Regions from separate parts of the Anas platyrhynchos genome. Here region 2 is linked to region 1. The links are chromatin contacts, called in public Hi-C maps. All regions are on one chromosome and are shown on one strand. Each heading gives the region's core, a stretch centred on a gene start, on an enhancer-like site or on the middle of the called end of the contact. The rest is flanking DNA. Distances are from core to core; before and after follow the strand shown.

The links. A called contact is a pair of places that touch in the nucleus more often than the background predicts.
Region 2: a contact with region 1 is called in a Hi-C map of liver, with 3 times the contacts expected there. The contact joins two enhancer-like sites. A contact is called at or near these places in 2 of 8 Hi-C or Micro-C datasets (liver and subcutaneous adipose tissue).

What each region holds. Positions count from the first base shown.
Region 1 is chr12:19,763,705-19,766,499 of IASCAAS_PekinDuck_T2T, reverse strand. No RefSeq gene overlaps it. Among named protein-coding and RNA genes, the nearest start is that of POP4, 8.1 kb to the right of the region's middle. Within about 2 kb of position 1,444, at least 2 of the 8 cell types and tissues checked have an H3K27ac peak or open chromatin away from gene starts, as enhancers often do.
Region 2 is chr12:19,798,596-19,801,390 of IASCAAS_PekinDuck_T2T, reverse strand. No RefSeq gene overlaps it. Among named protein-coding and RNA genes, the nearest start is that of PLEKHF1, 22 kb to the right of the region's middle. Within about 2 kb of position 1,385, at least 4 of the 8 cell types and tissues checked have an H3K27ac peak or open chromatin away from gene starts, as enhancers often do.

The DNA of each region.
Region 1 (2,795 bases), core at 195-2,694:
TGTGCTTTATGGTTGGGGAAAAAAAAAAAAAGAAAAAAAAAAGGTGGCTGCCTTGGAACAGAAGTTGTGTAAAAGCCTTTGTGGAAGCTTCCTGTTTGGAGAAACAAATGTCAAATCAATTGTCCTAGCTCAGAACTACTATTCTGAAAATGCAGCTGTGGGAAGAGATTACTTGGGTACTGTGATGGGGAGTGTGTAAAGGTCTGGATTGAGAACTATGAAGCAACATAGACCAAAAATAACAAACAGAACAAGTAAACTTTTAGGTTTTCTTGCAAAGATTTGCTTAAAAAATACTAGATCCCAAGTGAGAACATTCATGCCAAATTTGAAATCTCATTTGAATTTTTGTAACTGTTATCATCAGTGACATATAACCTTGGAAATAGGGTCTCATGACAGAAAGGGCGAGTCCCTTGACTGTTACCTCACAAAAAAGGAGATGCTCCAATGGGTTACAATTCTGAGACAAATCTGCAGGGCTGGTTTATGTCTGCATAACACCACTCAAATGGGCCTAAGCTGAGCACTTCACATTGTTTGAAGGTATTTGTAGGTATGTGATCAGCTGTACACAGCTGTTCCCGTAATGTTAGCCTTTAAGTATAACAAGCACAATCCAACAAATCCTTTATCCACTGAAATGTTGCTGCAGGGAGGGGGCATGGAGATTGGACACAGTGTCATGAAAGTAAAGAAGAGCTTATTTTCCTTTTTGTATCTCCTTATTCTTCTGCATTTATATGCAGAAGAAATGGAAGCTCCCAAGGAGCCCAGGCTGCAGAAAGAGTCCATGTGCCAGTGCTCTTTTTTCTCTCATTATCATACGGTTGCTATCAAACTCTAATTTTTGAAATAAAAAACCTGCAGAATTCTTTATTGGTACTATTAAACCTTCAATCTTCATTATTTAGGATAGCTACTTACGTTTTACTCAATGAAGTCATAATGCAACTGCTCCTATAAAAACTATTGAAATGGCTACTGTGGCAGCGAGTAGATTTTCCTTCGTGTAAAATAATCCTCTGTGAGTGAGACATAACTATCATTTACATTAATTAGGCAGCCATATAATGGGGTGTTCAATAGCTATTACATCATTTAAATTCTTCAGTGAGCACCTCAGCCACCCAAGAACTATCCAACTGAACATTTCTAAGTCCATAATTTTGAAATAATCCTTTAGAGGAAGAATATGCATGGCAGAGTGTTGCAGACAATTTCACACAAAAAAAATCATTTGGATTTATGGGGTTATCTTAACATTTGCAGGAGGTGTGCAATCCTATTTTTCTCTGCCCCCCAAAATAACAAAGCTATTAAGTGGTATCAGTTTGGGGGCTGATACTGTGTGTACACTAGAAGCTGGTCAAGGAGCTTGTATTCAGAGGTCTTCCCTGACAGCTGGAGGCATGTAAACAATGAGCAAGTTTCCTTAAACACTGTTACAAGCCTGGGGCCCTTGCCTGGATTGCTCAGCTGAGAAGCTGACTCACAGACAAATGGGAGCCATCCTGCTGGTGGTTTTGTTTTTCAACTTCTGCCTTTAACAAGCATGTGAGGTCTTCAGCATTTGCATTCAATTTTGTTGGTTGTTTTAAAATCTGTGAGATGAAAGCAAACTCCTTTGGCATTTCTGGTAATATCATACTTCCCAGGAACTATTATAACAGATATTCTAACTGTACTATTATTATATATTTTCACATATTTTAAGATGTGAGTCACAGTCAAAAGTTTGCACACATCGTAAAGCCAGGAGCTCATTCTGAGAGCTGAGAGGAACGATGCTGAATTTATTAACTAATATGCCAGGAAGAGCTTTGTATTAATAGGCCTGTACTGCAAATCTTTTAACATGCTGTTCAGCTGCCTATAGAAGGTGATGGTTATGAGGAGAACAGGCAGTATCTGAAATGACAAATAGCATGTTTTAAAGCAGTTTTTCTGGGCAAGAGTTAGGCCCTACGGGAATAGCTCCAAATTGAATGAAAAAAAATATTAAATTGTTGTCTTAGGTTGTGATTTTTCATTCAGCAACCCAGTTCAAAACTGTCAGTCATGTTACTTTGGTCAATTGCATACTGGATTTTTTTATCTACTTAATGATTATAAGGTGCTGTACCTCATCTGACTGATATAGTAGCGAGTAACAGAGCCTTTTAGGAGGGATAGCTCATAATTTGGTGTTAAATGTTGCTGGGACCTCTCTAGTTTTCCACAATCCCCATCTACATGCAGACTGTAGAGAGCTAGGTGTCAGAAACCACCTGCAGGTAGAGCACTAGGTTCCCTTGGTGCCGCAGCCCAGGGGGTTTGTATTTGCCAGATGCAAATGCTCCTCTCAGCGGCAGTGGATGTGTGATCCTTTATCTTTCACATTTGCTAGTTAATTTAATTAAACCAGTACACCGAGAGAGATGTCTGTCTTACCAAAACAATACATATTCATCAAACACTGTGGGAGATATAGTTCAGAATAGATATGACAGAATTAACAAAGGGGAATGTGAGGCAAAGGTGGGTCAAACCTCTGAAATTACATGGGGCTGGTCGTTGTTGCCACGTAACCTGGACACATACTTCTTAATCTGCTACACAGGAGCATGGTCTGGTGAATGCTGATGTACAAAAAGCTTTGTAAATCCAATTTTTCTTTCTGTTTAAGATGTATGAAGGTGGGTGTTTGTTATATTGGTCAGTTAACGTACTGTACTCACCAAGGGCCCCCGTGCTGACTTTGGGTGCAAGAAGCAATAGAGCTGGGACAAGAGGAACAGCTAATGGAGGTGAGT
Region 2 (2,795 bases), core at 136-2,635, 35 kb before region 1:
GCTGCATTGCCAAGTCAGTCATCCAACAGGAACAGCAGTATTAGAAAGCTGTGTGACACAAAGCCTCCCTCAGCTGAACGCTGCTTTGGGAGAGGCTTCTGGTACAGCACTACCATGCATCTGTTTGAGAGGCTAGTGCATGATTTTCTCTTTGAGCCTTATATAATTGCTCACTCAAGATTCCAGCATCTTTGCCAGATTTGTTAGAAGTGTTCAGTTTGTTCCTCTAGAAAGTCACATAAAAGTCGCTGACAGTATTTGTGTTCATGCAGCAAAAGACCAAAACTCATGCTTCTTTTATAGCTAAAATCAAAATTGGTTCAAACAGACAAGTTTAATAAACAGTGATGACAGGAGCAAGGAGAATGACAGGCATCAACTTTTCACATCAGAGAACTGCTTAAACAAATCCTTTTTTTTTTTTAACCTTTTAACTGTGAACTGATTTGTATATTATTTGGTTAATAGTGTACACACAATGCAACCTGTTTATTACCCTACTATTACCTAATTAACAACAACAAAAAAACATATATATATATATAATCTCCTCCATGTCAAAGGTAGGTAAATCATTAAAACATTGGTCTATGCTACATGCACTACTGAAATTTTAGTTCAGTTGGCCTTTGCTTTGCAGGCCAATCTTCTGTTAGTAATTTTAGCAGCTGGCGAGCCCGTTCACGATGGCAGGATGATGCTGTTGCATAGCAATGTTCTCAAAATTCCAGCTTTGCATGTACCAGTGGTGAAGAGAAACTGGACGTTGTGTTAGGTTAAGTGAGGCCCAAGAGCACCCTTGCCCTTGGCAAGCTTAAGGAGCATTTGGCTGTGAGAATTCTGTCCTTGCTAGTCACTGTCAGGGTGCAGACTTTCTGGAGGGTCTTGTTCCCAACTGCATCTGAGACTTCTAAGGTCAGTCCTCTCGAATTCTCCTTTCCATGAGGAGAACTAGACTCAGACCTTCAGCTAAGGACAGGGAACAGGGTGCTAGAATGGTGCACCATGGTGGCATTCTGTGCTGGCTGTGGCATTGGCGAATTATCATCATATCATATATAGAATGGCTCAGGTTGGAAGGGACCTTAAAGATCATCTAGTTCCAACCCCCTGCCATAGTGTTCTGCAGGGTGTTTGCCTTGCCAGCTGAGGAGGGTATGCTGGCTCGGAGAGTTTGTCTTTGTCACATCGGTTCTCACCTCTTCCCCTAGCATGCAAGGTAACACAAATCAGCATTATGTTGGCACTTTTTGCAGGTCATGTCCCTGTTCTTCGAGGACTGCAAACCAGTGGCTGTAAAGGGCTTTGCTGGTGAAGAGCACTCACAACCCTGAGTCTTCATGAGCTGCTGACAATAGGGGGTGCTGTGTAGCTGTCTTTGTAGGGTTTCTTTCTTTCCAGGGACAAAAACAGTATTTGGGTTTCCTCTAGGTGCAGGCTGGTTCTCTTCCCTCCCTGCCTGTGCTGCAAATGCCTTCTCACTTTGAGAAGGATTGTTTTGGAGACAAGTTTTGCTGATCAACTTCTGGCAGTTTAAAGAAGCTGATTGATCTGCTGCAGCAAGAATTCTCTGGGTGACTTGGGCAGTCACTTAGCTCTCCCCAGTGACCTGCTTTTAGGTGGGATGGCAATGACAATGCCAAGTTACTGGTGGAGAGCTGTGCAAGGTGACAATTATGTCAGCATTGTGTTGTTATGATTTGATCATTTCATGCAATATTGTTTGAGATATTTCCAGTTGTGCGGTGTGTGATACTGTCCACTATAACTTGATTATATGCCACTGTACCCTGGCAGAACTGCATTCCCCTTTTATAGCTTGCACTTTATAGCTCCTGTCATATGTGTTTCAGTGCACCAGGTGAGTATGAATTAGTGCTATCCACTCCTCCTGTTAACATTCATCTCACTTTTAGAGAGGAAAGTTTGTGGTCCAGAGGGCTTGGGTGTGCTCGGATAGCTCTTTGGAAGTGAAATTCTGCTCAGTACACATAGTGTAAAAAGCTCCCAAGACTCAGTGTGTTCCAATTTCTTTCAGACAACAGCTATTTGATGATTGCAACACAGTGACTAGATGGTGATGGTTAGAATGTCTTTTTCCTTTTTGGTTGTTTTATAGAAAATTAGTGTTCTAAAACTAAGTAATAGATCTCATGGAAGGGAAAGGTGATTCTATTATTCAAAGTCACTAAGCAAATTGATTTTATACAGTCATACTCCCATGATGTATCTTTTCAAATAGTCTGACCAGGATTGCTTCTGTATGACATGAAGGACAAATCAAATCTTCATCTTCCAGCTTCTTCTTGACTGCCAATGATGAATTAACTTTTGGGCTAATCTTTTATCTCCCTTAAGATATCTTTTATAAACTTTTACTATTGTTTTACTGTTAGCCTTTCTGTTATCCCGTTAGCCCACTGGGTTAACAGAAGGAATGGCATGTGTGATTTGCTGCCACCTCTGACATTCTCTTTATGTCAGAGTGCAGGGTTTTCTGTTAGCAAGAAGTCTGTGCTGTGGTCTTATTGAAGGCGGATCTTCTGGGCTCAATGGAAACAGCACACCCTTCAACTTGATGAAATGGCACCTCTTCTAATCAATACAGGCTTCTTTTTTAATTGATGTTTCAGTGTTTTCACACACACCTATTTCCAGTCATACACCATTTATACCAATTTCAGTTAAAAATATGCAATTTCATGTGGAAATACACTTCCTTCCTTTTTTTCCCCAGTACTGCAGCAGCTTCAGCAGTGATAACTGGGGAAATATGGCCAGGTTCACAGGGTTTA